4 separate regions of the Mus musculus genome follow, and regions 1, 2 and 3 are each linked to region 4. The links are chromatin contacts, called in public HiChIP or PLAC-seq, Micro-C and promoter capture Hi-C maps. All regions are on one chromosome and are shown on one strand. Each heading gives the region's core, a stretch centred on a gene start, on an enhancer-like site or on the middle of the called end of the contact. The rest is flanking DNA. Distances are from core to core; before and after follow the strand shown.

Evidence for each region. Promoter capture Hi-C pulls out the DNA fragments that hold promoters and counts their contacts. A called contact is a pair of places that touch in the nucleus more often than the background predicts. HiChIP or PLAC-seq counts read pairs in DNA pulled down with a chosen protein or histone mark.
Region 1: a Micro-C map of embryonic stem cells shows a contact between it and region 4, with 9 times the contacts expected there. The contact joins the promoter of Ddrgk1 here to the promoter of Ap5s1 in region 4. A contact is called at or near these places in 4 of 39 promoter capture datasets (the 3T3-L1 cell line, the C10 cell line, liver and 1 more), 2 of 484 Hi-C or Micro-C datasets (CD4 T cells and embryonic stem cells), 5 of 115 datasets of contacts at active chromatin or transcription factors (bone marrow-derived macrophages, extraembryonic endoderm stem cells, memory CD8 T cells and 2 more) and 1 of 9 other capture datasets (adipose tissue).
Region 2: a contact with region 4 is called in a promoter capture Hi-C map of pre-B cells, with 4 times the contacts expected there. The contact joins the promoter of Pced1a here to the promoter of Ap5s1 in region 4. A contact is called at or near these places in 1 of 39 promoter capture datasets (pre-B cells) and 1 of 115 datasets of contacts at active chromatin or transcription factors (microglia).
Region 3: an H3K4me3 HiChIP or PLAC-seq map of bone marrow-derived macrophages shows a contact between it and region 4, with 2.9 times the contacts expected there. The contact joins the promoter of Ubox5 here to the promoter of Ap5s1 in region 4. A contact is called at or near these places in 2 of 39 promoter capture datasets (erythroid cells and pre-B cells), 1 of 484 Hi-C or Micro-C datasets (embryonic stem cells) and 2 of 115 datasets of contacts at active chromatin or transcription factors (bone marrow-derived macrophages and pancreatic cancer cells).

What each region holds. Positions count from the first base shown.
Region 1 is chr2:130,661,451-130,665,943 of GRCm38.p6, forward strand. Ddrgk1 (DDRGK domain containing 1) reads right to left here and starts at 3,195. Exons shown (of 9, transcript NM_029832.2): 1 at 3,025-3,195; 2 at 1,898-2,104; 3 at 627-739; 4 at 287-388. The coding sequence starts at 3,115. It also overlaps a transcript of Itpa not described here.
Region 2 is chr2:130,422,249-130,426,501 of GRCm38.p6, forward strand. It overlaps Pced1a (PC-esterase domain containing 1A), which reads right to left and starts at 2,040. Exons shown (of 7, transcript NM_178762.4): 1 at 1,164-2,040; 2 at 565-644; 3 at 218-456; 4 at 1-127. The coding sequence starts at 1,287. It overlaps Vps16 (VSP16 CORVET/HOPS core subunit), which reads left to right and starts at 2,072. Exons shown (of 24, transcript NM_030559.3): 1 at 2,072-2,199. The coding sequence starts at 2,147.
Region 3 is chr2:130,627,534-130,631,985 of GRCm38.p6, forward strand. It overlaps Ubox5 (U box domain containing 5), which reads right to left and starts at 2,505. Exons shown (of 7, transcript NM_001255993.1): 1 at 2,383-2,505; 2 at 956-1,102. It overlaps Fastkd5 (FAST kinase domains 5), which reads right to left and starts at 2,469. Exons shown (of 3, transcript NM_198176.3): 1 at 2,383-2,469; 2 at 956-1,102.
Region 4 is chr2:131,207,714-131,212,097 of GRCm38.p6, forward strand. It overlaps Ap5s1 (adaptor-related protein 5 complex, sigma 1 subunit), which reads left to right and starts at 2,647. Exons shown (of 3, transcript NM_001291031.1): 1 at 2,647-2,968; 2 at 3,550-3,760. The coding sequence starts at 3,585.

The DNA.
Region 1 (4,493 bases), core at 1,945-4,444, 550 kb before region 4:
TGAAAGAGACTCTCAGGTCAAAGCCATGCTCTTTCGGCAGGTGATGTTCTGAGGCAGGCCCTTGTGCTGGGTCCATGGTCAATCCTTAGTTTTGAAGACAGGAGTTAGCTAGTTAGTCCAGGTTGTCCTCCTGCCTCAGCTTCTCAAGTGATTATAGGTAGGAGTGGGATTATAGGTAGGAGTCACCACCATACCCAGTACCATGGCCTATCCTGTAGGATGGAGACATTTGGGAGCAAGGTTAGATACTAATGGGCCAGGCAACAGGGTCCAGGGTCAATCTTACCTTCTGTTCTTCCTTCAGGCGAAGCCGTTCCTCTTCCTTCTTCCATTCGGCCTCACGTTGGGACTCTAGGCGTTTCCGTTCTTCACGTTCAGCCTCCTCTGCCTAGAGAGAGATTTCTATAGCACATTTCCTCTTCCTCTAGCTAGTTTTCTCACCCCCCACAGAGGCCAAAGAAAGCCACTGCCTGGGCCAGGACAAGGGCTAAGACTGCAGGCCACAAAGCCAGGGAGACAGCAAACACCAGCAGAGCGTAAAAGGAACCCCAAGGGCAGTCTGTCATGGGAACTAGAGATTGGTTCTTTTCCTACCCCTTGGAGCTATTCCCCAACCTCTTGCTTGCCTCTCGCTGAGCCTTTCGAGCCTGTTTTTCCTCTAGCTTCCGTAGTTTCTTGGCTCCAATTTTCCCTGTTGGGTGAACTTCTGCTGGCTTCTCAATGCCTTCTTCCTCCTGGGCTGAGTATGATCAGACAAAGACAATCTGAGTCCTAGACAGAGAAGACTCACCCCCGCCCCTTGTGACTTTCTTTAAGGGATAGGGTAGGGGTGGTTTCTACCTACCTCTGCTTTCCAGAAGCATCTACCATATATGTGCATACACATACCAGTGTAAGAACAAACACATTATGTACTTGGGGGGTGGTGGTGGTGGTGGAAGGCCACACACAGGGACAAAGGAGACTTAGATACTGCACAGCTGTAAGATGTCAATACCTGAATGTTTGAGACTCATATGTACCTGCAGAAGTCCCTAATTTCTGTCTCTGTGCCAAACCTCCAAGGAAGTTTATTCCTGCATAAATCCAACGTCCTGTATGTTCTAGTCAGGAACTGATGAGTGTCTCAGACTCCTTCAACCTTACCTACAACCTCCCAAAGGAGCTTTATCTTTAAAATAAAGGATGCTTTATCGTAACAGAGCCAGACAGAAAAAAATAACCCTAACCTCAGGACTACTCCAGGGCCAGCTGAAAATAACTGATACGCTGATGCCTGGGCCTCAGAGTATAGGACCCAAATCTGAGACAGGACGGACGGTGAAGAGAGGGTCTCTTTGTTGCGGCTGGGTGCTGCTTTTGAAACGGCTATATAAGCATGGCTGGCCTGAAACTTCCCATGCTCCTGCCTCTGTTTTCTGAGTGCAGGAGTTATAAGCATGCACACATACCCACTGAAGGTCTCTTTTTAAGACAAAGGGGCTAATAATCCCAAGGAGTCAAAGCCAAAGCCCAATTTCCCCTAAATTCTCTTCTTCCTACCAAGCCAGACTTCAAGTACTAGAGAAGACACATTCTTTCCCACAACCATGCGGATTTTGTAAGACTCCAAGTGTCTGCTGTGTGGATGTAAATATCAGCTGAAATGTCTCTATTTCTAAGCACTTATTCTAGGGTTACAGCTAATTGCACTGAACCAAGATGAAGGAAGTGACGCCCAATAGAACAGGGATTGAGTTAAGAAATGCTGACTTCAAGGACCAAAGCCCAGGCCCAAGACTCCAGTCCTACCACTAAATGTCCTTCCTCCACTGGCTTCATGCTCCTTGTGTGTCTCTAGCTTGGGAGACTTCCGAACGCCTTTAATCCAGCCCTCCCCCAGGCTGGGCCCTCTTACCTGGAATAACAGTTTGACCCACATTCTCATCCCCGTCTTCCCAGGCCACTCGCTGGGCTCGACGCTGGGCCTGTAGACGGCTGCCCAAGTCCCTCCGACGCCGGGGTCTGCTTCCAGTTCTCTGTTCTTCAGACTCCTGGGGCAAAGAGCGGCCTACCTGGCCTGCTCCTGCCCTCTCTTCCTCATTGTGCAGTGGTTCTCCGTCAGCTTTTGGGAGGGAGGAATCATAACACTGTCAAGCAGCCCATCTTCAAGAGAGTGAAGCACAGGATCTTGGGAGTCTCATCCCCCTGCTGAACCACCTCAGACTATTGCTGCCCACAGCACCAAGTCCCAACTTAGGTTTGTCAAGGCCTTTTTTGTACGCACACTTTGGCCTGATGCTCACTTCTCATTTCCTACCTCCTTTGATATCTTCATCTTGAACAGGCGACCTGTGAGGATACTCTCACCCTGAGGTTTACAGATCTCGCTCCATGCCCGCTGCAAGATTACATTTACTTCTTGCTATGTTATGATTTTATAGGGTACGCCAACCAGAGACTACATGTCACAGTCGAGGCTGAATCGTCCCTCCCTGGAAGACTTGTTGGCAATCAGCTTTACCTCAGCTTCTGTCTCTTCTGCCCGTGGGACACAGAGGTGCTCTGAGGTGGCTTATGGGGTCAGGCATCAGAGAGATATATAGAAACTCCTACACTTACGTGAAATGTTAGTAAGGGGGACTGTCAGGTTGTCAGTGCCAGGCCACTTCTAACCCTGGTGGAGGCGAGGCAAAGCAGCATGGGTGCCCTCTTTGGCGGGAGATGCATTCAGTTTCCTAAGGCTGCTTAGCCCTCCTACTCCTAGTAAGCGGAACACACTGGGCAGGATTAGAAAACCGGCAGCCTCTCCTATTGGTGCAGAGTAGAAAGGCAGGCTTGGTTCCTAGGTTGCATCCCCAGCTCTGGGCTCCGCGCTAATTCCGAGTGTGTCCTAAGGCGCGTGCGCAAAGCTCGGGCCAGCGCACAAGCTCCTCGTAAGCACAGGAAAGCTCGTCAGTGCATGCGCACGAGTCGAGGGCCTACCAAAGCCCAGGAACTCTGAAAAACGGATTCCTCCAGCCCTGGGACGGCGGCACCTCCTACCTGCTGCCGCCCGACCCCGGCTGCGAGTCAGGAAGAGGATCAGGCCGATGAGCAAAACTGCCGCCACCAGATACACCCAGGGCCCCACCATGACGACAGACAGCCGGGCAGCGCAGCCAGCGCGCCTGCGGGATCCGGATCGCCAGGCCCCGCCCACTACCGTCCGCCCTGCCCAGCCGCTCGCTGAGCTCCGCCCCCACCCTGGGCTTGACCTGGGCCTCAGTTAACTGAAGAGTCCCTGATGCCACATTTGCTTGCCATCCCAGTGCTCGGGAAGTGGAGACTCGGAGACCAACATTTCAAGGTCGTCTCTGGCTATATGGCAACATGGAGGTCGTCTGCATTTAATGACGCTGACTGCTCTTCCAGTGGGCCAGGGTTCAGTTCGCAGCACCCACATAGTGGCTTACAACCTTCTATTACTTCAATTCCAGGGGACCCAAAACCCTCTTCAGACCCTCTCGAGTGTCAGGCACGCAGGTTATACACAGATATGCATACCTGCGAAACACTCATACACGTCAAATAAGTGTTTAAGAAAAAAAGAAAGAAAAAGGAAGAAAATAGTGGGGCGAGTAAGTAGGGGACTAAGCTGGGGTTGTAGATTAGTAGTAGAGCACTCATGGCCAAGGCCCTTAGTTTAATTTGGAGCACTGAAAAATGCAACGTGTGTACGAATATCTTATTAATACTGCAAGTTAGGCATCCATTGTATTACTTTCTGTAAATGTGGAATGTTTTGTAATTTGTTTCTCAATGTTGATAAACCTAAGGCCTTCCAGGCGTCAGGCAAGCGCTGTTACGGTAAGCTTTATCTCTAGCACCTACGTTCTTTCCGTATATTTGGAGATTTAGATCCATGTTCGGCTGAAGGTTGAGGCTTTGCTGGAATTTTATCGCAGCTGCCCCCCACCTTTAGTTGTTTGGTTTTGTTCTGAGACAGGGTATCTGGTAGCCTAGGCTGGCCTTGGACTTGGTGTATAGTAGATGGTGACTTTAAACTGATCCTTTGCTTCTGCCTCATAAGTGCCTGGATTATATGGGAGTACAGGTGTGCACCCTGATGTCCAGACGCTCCTCCATCTTTTGAGGATGGGTTGTTTTGTTTTAGTTCTTTGAGCTCTCATTATATGGCCCTGCCTGGCCTAGAACTCAATATGTACACAAGGCTGGCCACAAACTTAGAGGGATCTGCTTGCCTCTTCCTTGGTTATAATTAAAGGCATGTGGCACCACAGACCTGCCTGGCTCCTGAATTATTATTATTTTTTTTCCGAGACAGGGTTTCTCTGTGTAGCCCTGGCTGTCCTGGAACTCACTCTGTAGACCAGGCTGACCTCGAACTCAGAAATCCACCTGCCTCTGCCTCCCAAGTGCTGGGATTAAAGGCGTGTGCCACCACACCTGGCTGGCTTCTTAACAAATGTTATTTTATATGTGATATATATATATATATATATATGTATATT
Region 2 (4,253 bases), core at 790-3,289, 790 kb before region 4:
GACACGTTCCCCCAGAGGCATTGCCAAGTTCCACACCAGCAGACAAGAGTCTGGTAAAACCTGGTCCATTCGTACAAAGACTCGTTCCAGGTTCTCCCTGTAGCTCTCCATTGAGCAGCGGCCATATCTGTTGGGTAACACTTAGGGTGGGCAAGAGCACAGGAGTGCTGCCATACCTCCACCTCCAACCAGTATTTCCCTCTCCCCCCGCCTGAACCTGGAGAGATCCCAGAGGCAGGAGTTGATGATCACTAGGTCAGGGGCAGGTCCATATGACAGCTCCTCCAGGATGTCCTCAAGGTACTCGGAGTAAACTCGGGTGAGGAAGTAGAAGCGCACAAGGTGGTGGCCAGAGCCAGAGCAGAACTGGCGGACCTCGCGGTACTGTGTCCCGTTGTGCAGCTCTCCCAGCTGGCCCCCAGCCACCAGCTGGTCCTGTTCAAAGCTCAGCTCCCCCTGCCCACCCACCCCACCCGATGGTCAGATCCATGCCAGGTAGGTGGTCCTTTTCAGGCCAGGGTCTGCACCCACCCAACACTGGCATGGCTGCCAAGCTTCTCTCACCTTGGCTTTTAACTGGGAAGCTGTGAGCAGTGTGTCTTTCTGGAGCAGAAGCACCAGGTCCTTATACACAGCTCTTTGGACTGCAGGGAGACAGGGATCCCAAGGTTAAGGTCGGCCTCACCCCCTCCCAGAGTTTCCCAAATGAAGGCCTTTGTTTTCCAGGGATTGACTCTCCAACAGCAGCTCTATGGAGGGTTGGCTTAGAGAAGAAAAGACGAGATTTTAAAGCCCTAGCTCTGCTCTTTCCAGCTATTTCCCTCTCCTCTAGCTTATGTACAGCGACCAAAGACCAAATGGCAAAATTAAGTTGGTCCCATCCCTAGGAAAACACACAACATAGCCCACAGGTCCTTTTAAGAAAATCATGAAGGGCAACAACAAATAAAGATGCCACACTCATGGGCTAAAAAATAGTGCACAAATGATATGCCGGGGCACCCAGGGAAGGTACATAGGGAATTTAAAAAAGAAAAAAATGCAGTCTAGTGTCCTGAAACAGAGTAAGAGATGGAGAAGTCTGAAATGGAGATGTGGCGTGCAGACAAAGAAAAGGTTGAAGATACAGGGCGGTGAAATGTCATCCTAGAGTGGTCACTCACTGGAGTCCCCCAAAATGACCACGAACTTGTTGTGTAGCAGCTGCTGGACTTCTGAGGCATGGAAGTGGACCATGGCGCTTCCCAGCAGGCGGTGTGGCATCTCGTTTTCCAAACAGAAGACCATGCTGCCACTGACACCAGCTGCAGGGAGAGGCCAATAAGCTGACAGAGGGCAGGGACTCTAGGTAGGTCCGGTCTGTTCCAAGATGACCCATGCGCGCTGGCCCCTCCCTGGCTGCTCTGTGTAATGGGGAGGAAAGTGGGAGCGGCAAGGCGAATCCCAACACGGCAGCAGCCTTTATCACACTCGGAGGGAAGAAGGGTCACTTGGGCCGTAGTCTTAGACTACAGCGCTTCGCGCGCGCAGAGACGCCTTTGCCCTGCCACGTGTCAACGGCGGCCCCGCGCGTGCGCATTCGTCCGCTCGCGCCAGTTACCAAGTCTCTCGGGGGCTCCAGGGATTCACGGGCCAGTAGGGCAGGCCCAGGTGCCGTGCGACAGCGTCTCGGCAGCGATGTCCTGATCTAGAGTCAATGATCCCATGCCCCTGGAGAGCGGTGGGTTCTGCAAAGATCCCGCCCCACAGAGCCCGGGTGCCCAGGTTAGCTGTAGGTACGCAGCTCGACGCCCAGCGCTCGCCATGCGTGCGCTACGGTGGTCCAGCCAACGCCTCCAGCATCTGTGCCTCAGATGCTCATGGCTCCCACTTTCGGTCACCCGTGTCCCGCCCTATGCGATCCCCAACGCCGGAGGAGTCAGAAAGGCAGCGAGGTTGGCCGCTGTGGAGGACAGAAACCAGGGCTAGGTCCACTCGGGCCGCCGCGCCGAGGGCAGGACGATAGCTCAGCGTAGCTTGCCCACAGTTCTGATGGCCGCTAAGGCGGCCTCGTCACGTGACCCCGAAGGGCGGAAGCGGAAGTGCGGCCTGAGCTTGCGCTAGGCGGGTTTTTCCTCGGCGACTCTTGCCGCCAGCTGTACTAGACATGGACTGTTACACTGCGAACTGGAATCCACTCGGGGACTCTGCCTTTTACAGGTGAGCTGCCCGACGCCCCACCTTCCGTCCCACAGCCCAGCTTACCTTGCTTGTCTGCTGCTGGCTTGAGCCTCCCGGCAGAGCCAGCAATGCTCGCCCCGGCCACTACGCGTGCTGGCGTCCGTCCCTATGGCGGCTCGCCTGAGCGTCTGCCACTTTACGCACTTTAGGGGCAGCAATCTGGTCCTTCCTTTGCGCCAACTGAGGCAAGCTGAGAAGCCACCCCTAAACCGAGGTCTGTTGGCCTCCGGAAGGATGCTTAGATCACGTAGAGGGAGGCCGCCCCGCGGCGACAGCGAGTGCCAGTCTCCTTCCGGAAACTGCTGAAGTCGGACCACAGGGGCTCTCACAGGAAGGCGGGATCGCCACAGCGGGCGGGGTGACAGTACTGACCAAAGCTGAGAAAAGGGGATGAACCGCTTTTCAGTCTTGGGGCACTATTAATGAGGAACCCGAGGCAGTGGCAACTCACCGGGGTTGGAGTGCCCTTAGCTGTGGGTCTTTCTCAAGGCTAAAACTAGTAACGTGATTACAATGGTTACCGTCTCGTTGGCTTTATTTCTTTTTAAGATATAAAGTACAAACTGCTTGTGGAGCGCTCATCAATTGGTCAGCCTACATTTGTCACTCTCTGAGTGGTTTCCAACTTAACCTCAATCATCCTCAATCCGTGGGTGTACCAGCTTCACAGAATTAATTGCAGGACCTCATCACACCAGGCAATTCCATGGCTTTGTGTTTGCACAGTTCTATAGTCGCTTCTATGGGCATTGCTATTTTCCTCTTTATCACCCTGAAGAATGTTGCTCATCTTTCAGGACCTGCTTGGTTTTCCTACAGTAGAATCCTTTTATGCCTCACAAAGGTCCAGTTGTAGAGTCTTATCATATGTGGCACACGAGGGCAGTGTTGGTATGAGTTTCTCGTGCTAAGCTCTTGAAGGCTAAGAATACTTCTATTTCCCATGCATATTTAGGCTAGTGCCTGTTACCTAATAGTTGGTCAGCCTTTGGTGGCCCACGCCTCTTAATCCCAGCACTCTGAGATTCAGGCCACCCTGCTCTATAGCTCAGGCCAGACAGGGCCACATAGTAAGACCCTGTCTTGAAATAATAACAGAAACAAGCAAAACCTAATCATTACCCAACAAAATGGTAAAGAATGTTTTATTGATGTACCCGAAGATCACAAAGACATTGCGTTGGCGTCTTATTTCAATAGAAGACTTTGAGCCGGGCGGTGGTGGCGCACACCTTTAATCCCAGCACTTGGGAGGCAGAGGCAGGTGGATTTCTGAGTTCAAGGCCAGCCTGGTCTACAAAGCGAGTTCCAGGACAGCCAGGGCTATACAGAGAAACCCTGTCTCGAAAAAACAAACCAAAAAAACCAAAACAAAACAAAACAAAAAAACCCAGAAGACTTTGCTTCTGCTCATAGCCAAACTTTTAAATGGAATTGTGTTGTTTGCAATGTAATGCATTTTCTAGACAGAGGATGCCTTGTGGTAATTTCTAGAGCTCTGTTACATTTGTTTAGTCATGATTTCTCTTAGACACATGTACAATATGAAGCAACTGAAAATACTAATGAGCAGAGTGTGGTGTCCCATCCACAACCTCATATAACACATAGCCCTTGGCATGTGGAGGCTGGAAGACTAGGATTGCCAGTTCAGCCTTAGATGGATATATATCAGAGGCCAGCCTTGGCAAGATGAGACTCTGTCCCCAAATACATATTTAAAAGGCTAAAAAATAATAAATATAAAATATTAGCTATTGTAAAAATACCTGTTGCTTACCCAGACTTTTAAAATCAGAGCATAAGGAAGATGACCACATTACGACAGAGCTCCTCTTGTTTACTCTATGGAGAGTCAGCTTCATGGGTAGATAGGTAATGCTTCAGAAGATGTGAGTGAGTCACAGAAGTGCTGGACTCAAGAAGGGCCTAGAAGTGTTACACCTCCTGGGACTGATATGTATGTCCTAAGTTGCTAACAAAAATGACTTCCTTATATACTGGATATTATGCTAAGTACTTATGTATAGTTT
Region 3 (4,452 bases), core at 1,255-3,754, 580 kb before region 4:
TTTGATAGGTTAGATAGGCACTTCACTTAGTCATTTGTCCAGGGTTGGAGAACTTAACACTAGCCATAGAGGCAGGCCTTGCACTGTGTGCTAAGGTTAGACATGTCACCTAGCCCACCCTCCACTCTAGAAAATGCAAGCAGGTGGAGAGAAATGTAAATACCCACAGTCACGAGAGAATTCCAGTCACATACACCCAAATTTGTAAGATTTTAAAGTAAGAAACTCCAGAATTCCCTTTGTTAGAGGGGTAGGGAGAGTACCGGGTCTTACTCACAGCCCTGTCTGGTCTCAAACTCACAGAGCAGTGCCTCCTTTATCTCCTGAATGCTGCCATTAAAAATGTGCACCATGGTACTGGAGAGATGGTTCAGCAGATAAGAGCATTGACTGCTCTTCCAGAGGTCCTGAGTTCAATTCCCAGCAACCACATGGTGACTCCCAGCCATCTGTAGTGGGATCCGATGCCCTCTTCTGGTGTGTCTGAGGACAGCTACACATATACTCATATACATAAAATAAATAAATCTTTAAAAAAAAAAAAAAAAAAAGGCACCACCAGCCAAGCAAGGCCTCGCATGCCTTTAGTCCAGTACTCGAGAGGGAGAGGCAGTGAGATCTCATGAGTTCGAGTCCAGGACAGCCAGTGCTGGTTACAGTGAGAAACCTTGTCTTGTGGTGGCACTGGGGAGGGGAGGGGGGGAGGGGAGTGCACTACCATGGCTGGCCAGAATTCTTTTATATGAAAGGAGTCTTATGAAGCCTGGTGGTGGGAGTGGTGACAGAGCTAGTTTTTAATCCCAGCACTTGGGAGGCAGAGGTAGGTAGATGTCTGTGAGTTCAAGGCCAGTCTTATCTACAGGACAAATTCCAGGACAGCTAGCGCTATACAGAGAAACCCTGACTTGAAAAAAAAAAAAAAACAAAAAACAAAGAAAAAGAAAAGATGACTTACTGGCTGGAGAGATTGCTCAGTGTTTAAGAGTACTGGCTGCTCTTCCAGAGGATTGGGGTTTGATTTCCAGCGCTCACACTGTGGCTCACAATCAACCTTAATTCAAGTCCCAGGAGATCCAACGCCCTCTTCTGGCCTCCTCCAGCACTGCATACAAATGGTGCAGACATGCATAAATGGAAGTCACCCATACACATATAATAAAAAAATATAAATTGACCTATTTACATGATAAATGCCAAGACTCCGTTGGGGACCAAATAGATAAATAAATAAATAAATAAATAAATAGATAGATAGATAGATAGATAAATGAGAAAGACACACAGGCACATCAGTCCGGCACAACTCTCAGCTGTATGAAATAGTAGTCTTCAGATTTTATTTTGGTCTACCAAGCAGGACTAAATTCCCTAGGGCTAGCCTTCGGCAACTGAGGACAGTAAGCCTTAGAACCTAGTTCTAGAAAGGCAATGTTCTAAGCCGGGCACTGTTCTACGCCTTTAATCCCAGCACTCGGGAGGCAGAGGCAGGCGGATTTTCTGAGTTCGAGGCCAGCCTGGTCTACAAAGTGAGTTCCAGGACAGCCAGGGATATACAGAGAAGCCCTGTTTCGAAAAAACAAAAAACAAACAAACAAACAAAAAACAAAGGCACTGTTCTGGGTCCTCAGTGTGGGCAAAGTGCAGAAAACATGAGCACAAAATACCAGTTCCCTCTGACGTTGGAGTATCTATATATGAGCGTCACAGGATGAAGCAATGCCCAGATGCCTACACCAAGTGAGCAATGTAGCCTCTGAGAAGAGGCGTGAATCTATCGACTATAAAGGCTCCTGTCCAGAGTTCCCGAGTTAGAGCAAAAAGATCTTAACAGAAAAGGAGCAATTACTTCCTATCCCCGGGGGGAGAAAGAGAAGGGAGAACCACTCCTGGCCCGAGTTGGGTTTGTACAACCAGAAACTGCTTAAAATGAAGAAAGGATATTTGTCCTATTGCCTCACCCCGTCCTAAGCCCTACATCAAACGCTGCTCAAAGTGCTGGCGAAAAGCTGATCAGAAACGCCGACTCGCAGGCGCCGACCGAGACCCTAGGCTAAGTCACTTTGCTAGGGCTTCACGTGCACACTGGAACGGAGAGACCAGGGAGACTGCTATCACAACAGCCCCGTGAGAGACGCAGACTCGATCTCCACCTCGCAGGGGGCTAAAAGCGCCGTCCGGACCCACTCTCACAGCAGTCCGCCGTGATAAGGTGACCCTAGAGGGTGATGCTGAGAGGTGCTCCGGGGCGGCACGAGGACAGCCCGCGGGGAAGCGCAGCAGGCCCGGGAGAACCGGGATGGCGGAGCGCGCGGCCCGGACCCGGCGAGGCCAGAGTGCAGGCAGCAAGTCGAGCCACCTCGTCCTCCCCGGCCGCCCACTCACCTGAAGCCCGCGAAGGCAGCTCCCTAACTCCAGTCCCGGGCCGCCCCGGGTAAGTCAATGCACAGACTCCTGCATCAACCGCTCCACAACCCACTTCCGGCCAGCGGCCCTCACCTTCCGCTTACGTTGGTACCGGAGCCGCTGAGGTTCAAAAAACCGTAGTCGAAGTTTTCCATGACCATTTTCTAGTTTCTGACCTTAGAACATGGAGAGGGAAAAATATTATCCTGGATGGGTCGCTTTGAAAGTAATTGAGCAGAAGTAATTGGCACAGGTTCTGGGTTTTATGACTTTGAAGAAGTCACACAAACTTTTCAAGCCTAGTTTGTCATCTATACAAAGAGAATCATGATGCATTTCTAATAGTGAAAATGCTTTCAGAAGAGGAACTAGCAATGGATAGATGAAAATGTATGCAAGGATCCCGGCATAGGGATGCACGTCTTTAATCCCAGAACTAAAGAGGCAGAGGCAGGTGAATCTTTATGAATTCGAAGCCAGCCTGATCAAAATAGTTCCAGGACAACCATAGCTATATAAAGAGACCGGGAAGGGAAGGGAAGGGGGAAGGGGGAAGGGGGAAGGGGGAAGGGGGAAGGGGAAAAAAAGGGAAAAGGGGGGAAAAGGGGGGGAAGGGGGGAAAGGGGGGAAAGGGGGGAAAGGGGGGAAAAAGGGAAAAAAAGGGAAAAAAGGGAAAAAAGGGAAAAAAAGGGAAAAAGGGAAAAAAGGGAAAAAGGGAAAAAAAGGGAAAAGGGAAAAGGGAAGGGAAGGGAAGGGAAGGGAAGGGAAGGGAAGGGAAGGGAAGGGAAGGGAAGGGAAGGGAAGGGAAGGGAAGGGAAGGGAAGGGAAGGGAAAAGTGGAGCTGGAACTGAAGGTGGGTAGGTCAGGATGGTCTACCTCCCTTAGGAGGGCCTCACACGTGGCTGGTTTGGCTATCAAGGTAAGAAAGATTCTCCCAAGTCCTATGTAACAGAAGTGCCTGTCCCAGGCCTGTCGGTGTCTATTCAGTCTTCAGCCTTGTCAGTGCCATCTATTTGAGACGCTGTGAAGGAAAACTGAGAGAGATACCATACTTTCTCCAAGGCACTGGTGGGGAAACAGGCTATATAAGAGGTTGTGACAAAGAGATTTGAGACCAGCATCCCAGCTTCTGGGTTCTATGTAAGGCAGCCTGCCTGGCTGTGAACATTTGAACATCTGTGCCTTCCAGACCATTGGTAACATGGCCCTCACTGACTGGGGACTTCTTACCTGATTACAACCTGCTCATGAACCCAGAGTGAAAAATCCCACCCCCAGGGGACAAACTTTGATTGCTCCTGGGCAGCCATGACAATCTAGTTTCTCTTTGCAAAATGCTGTTTCCTAGTCTCCTATGAAGTGGGAGGAGCTTATAGCCCACCTCTAGTCAACAGTACTGGAAAGGAAGAGTTATTGCATGCTTCTAGGACTTTCTTGGCTTGCGCATATGGAGGCCAGAGGTCACCATCAGGCAACTTCCTCAATTACTGTCTACCTTACTTTTTGAGACAGTGTCCATCACTGTAACTGGAGCTCACAGATTCTGATTGGATGATTAGTAACAGACCTAGTGGCTCCTGTGCTGGGGTTACAGACAGAACAGGCTTCAGGGCCTGCTCTTATATTGTTGTTGCTGATACAAATTCAGGTTTACATACCTGTATGGCAGGCACTTTATTGTTTGAGCCATTTCCCCAACACCCAGGAAAACTTTTTTCTTTTTAAGGTATCTGTATAATTTTTATAGGTTTGTTTGTTTGTTTGTTTGTTTGAGACAGTGTCTGACTGAGTAGCTGTTCTAGAACTCACTCTGTAGACCAGGTTGGCCTCAAAGATCTGCCTGTCTCTGCCTCCTGAGAACTGGGATTAAAGGTGTGTGCTACCACACCCAGCCTCAGGAAAACCTCCAATATCACGATGAACTGGTGCAAATCAATCTTCTCAAAGAGCTGGGATGCTCTGTGGCAAAGAGGAGACAGGTTGAGTGGATAAGGATGAAAAAATCTAGACTCTAGCTCAATTGTTCTCAGCCTTTCTAATGCTGTGGCC
Region 4 (4,384 bases), core at 1,397-3,896:
CCAAGTATAAGAGCCTTCATCTTCAACAGAACAGCCGCAGCTCTTTTTAGGAGACCCTCAAAATCCTGCCTGCTGACTGTTAGCATTCCCACAGGGAGTGGAGGGGGCCCTGAGCCAGTGGCATCCTGACCCAATGTGTATTTTGTCAAAGACTCCAAGGCCAATTGACTCATAAGAAATTAGCAAAGCTGGGCTGGTGAGATGGCTCAGTGGGTAAGAGCACCCGACTGCTCTTCCGAAGGTCCAGAGTTCAAATCCCAGCAACCACATGGTGGCTCACAACCATCTGTAATGAGATCTGACTCCCTCTTCTGGAGTGTCTGAAGACAGCTACAGTGTACTTATAATAAATAAATAAATCTTTAAAAAAAAAAAAAAAGAAAGAAATTAGCAAAGCTATTGCCCATATGGGCCAGGCACAAGAGGAGTCAATGTATACATGTGTATTAACAACTGAACAGTGTGTGCAAATACTAGCAACTCTGGCTTCCTCCGCTGCATGTGTACAGCCTGAAACTGATCACTTACATAGACTGCCTACTGGACTAGCCAGCCCCTCCCCCTGCGCTCGGCTGATAAATAGGCTGGTGGAACTCATTCTTTCCCCAAGTCAGGCTCTAGTGGAATCTTCCATTGTTGTCATGCTGTACACAGAAACAGTAAATATTTGTTTGGGTCTCCCAGGGAAAGCATTCTTGTGACAGCGGCAGCGTGTCTGTTCTCTCAGATCATGTCCACCCTTCACCATCTTGTTCAGGTTCTCCCCTCCTCCCTTCCCTCCATGCACAGGCTGTGGGAAGCAGAGCTCAGGATCCAAAGACTTTCCATTTTGCACTGTGATGTGTGACTTAGTCATCTGCCAAATGAGAGACCACACCCAAGTTTCTTTCCCTATTATAAATCTGACCCATGTCTAACTCAAGCCTTGTGTTATTCTAGTGCCAGGGAGGGATTCTATTATATTCTTAGCCTATTTGTTTATTTATTTTTATTTTTTTATTCTTTGTTTGTTGAGGCAGGGTTTCTCTGTGTAGCTTTGGCCATTCTGGAACTCTCTCTTTAGACCAGGCTGGCTTCAAACTCACAGAGATCTGCCTACCTTTGCCTCTCAAGTGCTGGGATTAAAGGCTTTTGCCACCACCTTATCTATTTTTTAAGAAGGATCTATGTATCCTTAACTGGTGTCAAACTCACAAAGATCCATCTGCCTCTGCATTTCCAGTGCTAGGATTGAAGGTGTAGTGCCTGGCTCTCAGCTCCCTTTAAATTCAAAATTCAAGGCAGGCAGATGGATCTCTGAGGATCTCAAAAAGAGAAAGAAAGAGAGAGAGAGAGAGAGAGAGAGAGAGAGAGAGAGAGAGAGAGAGAGAGAGAGAGAGAGGAAGAAGGAAGAATTCAAAGTAAATTATTACTTCAGTGGGTTTGCTAGATGGCCAGGCACATTGCTAACATGAAGTAGACACTGTTAGGCTGGCTGCTTTTGACCATGTCTGAGGTGGCATGCACGCATGTTTCCAGGGACCCAACAGACTCTCTGAAGCAAAGGTCAAAAGAGGCCAATGGCCACAGGGCAAGTATCTCCCAGGGCACACCCACATCAGGTGAGCCCTCCAGTTCTGCCTGCCTCCAGCACTGACCAGGGAAGTCATCTGTTGTACCACCTCTGCCTGGGTCCCCCACTGTCCTCCAGGGTACTGGCTCAGTGCATTCTTCTCCCCACATCCCACACAAGATTAGTAGTTTCCAGTGGTTTTGGGACTTGATATGGACTGTCTGAACAGTGAAGAGAGGCCAGGATATCATGCTCTCAATGCCAAGTGGCCCCCCAGCTGCCACAGACCTCTCTGCCAGTTCTTTGCTACAATCTGCTGGCAGACATGAGGCCTGGCCCAGAGTGATAGGGACCGGGGACAAGGAACTTCTGCCAAGAATGGAGCAAACATAACTCCCTAGCTCTCTGATTGAGACACCACTCTGCCTGGACCCATCCTTTTGTATTGCATCTGAGATCGAAACACTCGCAGCATATGCAGTACCAGTCCCCTGAAACTGCCCTAGTTCTTATGGCCTAGAGGGTTCAGGATGCAGTCCTTAATGAGGGGCTTTCTTCAGAACCCCTGCCTGGGCCACTCAAATCTTTCTTTTTGTCCTCAGACACTAGTCAAGTGACTGTAGACCTGCCTTAGAAAGCCTAAGGAATTCCCATGCCTTTCAGAGTTAAAGGAATGTGTGTGTCCCAAACACCTCTTGGGCCATTGGTTCAAATGTAAACTCATGACTGCGTTTCAGCAGGCAGACTTCTGCTCCTGCAATTCGGTCATTACTACTGCACAGAGCTTGGCCTGAGGACAGCCGAGCGGAGGCTTCCTTGGACAGTTCCGCGCACGCCGCCGGGGTCCTCAGCGCCCCCTGGCGGTCGCCCTCGCAGTGGCCAGGCCGCAGCTGATCAAGGGCTTTCTAGCGCCTTCAAAGAAGCTTTCCGTAGCCATGAGCCCTCCAGGGCGCCCCCGCAGCCGAGGGGATCGGCTGGTCAGAAGCGTGTACGTCCTCGGGAAGTCGAGGACCACGCCGGGACCACAGGCCCATGGCTGAACTACAAACCCCAGAGTTCAGCGCGCCGCTGCTGCCCGCGCGAGGCAGTGACGCAACTGGGGCAGATAGTGGGAGGAGGACGTGGTGCCCTGGGGTAATGACGCGCTCAGCTGGCGGCAGAAGGGTGACCAGAGGTCAAAGTCTGCAAATCTAGGTTCCCTTCCTGAAGCGGGCTTGCTAAATTTCCTGTTGGGTAACTTTGAATTCTTGGTCTGTTTAGCTTTAGCTGTGGCTAAACACTGTTTCTCCTCAGCCTTGAGACCGGGGGCTGCCACTCTCGCTTTGCCCAGAGCGGCCAGGCTCTCTCTCTGTGTATCTGTGGCTGACTTGAATTCCTGATTCTCTTGCCTCCGCCTCCCGAGGGTTGGGATTTCAGGTACGTGCCACCACGTCTTTCTTTTTGAAATGATTTCGGTTATCTCGGTAGATCCCTTTGGGTAAGGTTTGCCCCGCTCACTCTGTCCCAGCCGATGTGAATCGGTTGCAGATGCGGCATTTTAGAGGTATTTTCTTGAGTGTTTCCTAAAACAAAGACATGTTCCTGCATTCAAAACCAAGTGTCACTGATGAAGACTCCCCTCTCACACTCCATACTAAAAGTTGTCTCAATGGAGCCCGGTATGGAGGCTGGGTTATTTTGTTCCGGGAGCAGACTTGGCATTCAGCTGTGGTCTCTGATTTTTTTTTTTTTAGTTCTCAGTTTTTCCTGCACTCGCATGACCCGTATGCATTTGGAGATTCCCTGACAGTTTTGCAGAAGTAGGTTTAGCGACATAGGAGATATGTCCAGCTATGGATGGCCCTTGTTCTGTGATGCAGAGCAGGCACTAGATTATTCAGAGGCTAGGCAGATCTAGATGGTGATCGCTGTCTAGCCACACAATCTCTGGACACACTCCCAGGCCACACCCCTCATTAGGGTGCCTCCTTAGCAGGGGATTCACTTTCACCATCTAGGTCTCTGGCTTTCCTGGAGCACCCACCCTGGAGCTATGGTCCACGCTTTCCTCATCCACACTCTGAGGGCCCCGAATTTGGAAGATACAGGCCTTTGCCGAGTGCTCTATTCCTGTGTCTTTGGTGCTGAGAAATCACCCGATGATCCACGGTCACATGGTGCAGAAAGGGACAGGCTCTTCCGCAAGGAACAGATTTTGGCAGTGGCCAGGTAATCACACAGCCCAGCTCCAAGCTTCATTGAACACAGAGGTAGTAATAAGGGACACTGGAATAGGACAGGCAAACAGGAAGACCAAAAATCTGAATGTTTCCCCCAGTTGTCCTCCATTGTTTATAAAGTATCACTATGAAGAGGAGCTAAAGAAAGAATGTTATTATCATGGTAGTTAGTATTTACTGCACTGGGAATATGTTCTGGGAATTGTATGTATGTGTGTGTGTGTGTATATATATATATATATATATATATATATATATATATATATAGTTTGTTTTTTTAAAATCTTTACGGTCTTCTGAGGTGGCCATGGTTACCATTTTCACTTTACAGAAGAGTAAACTAAAATACAGTGTTTAAGGCACTTAACCCACCCAAGGTTATGCAACTGAAGAGTAGCGTAATTGAGATTAGAGTATAGGCAGGTAGACACCTGTACAGATGAAATGTGCTTTACAATGGAGATTATAGGCATACATTAGGACACCTGGGTAAACAAGTGGCTTTAAAGCCAGTCTGTGAATGGCCCAATCTAGAAGATGGTTGAGGAAGCAGCAGAGGTGGCCTTGGCAGTCGCATGGAAGGCACCTGTGACTTGGAGAGGGATGGATGGTT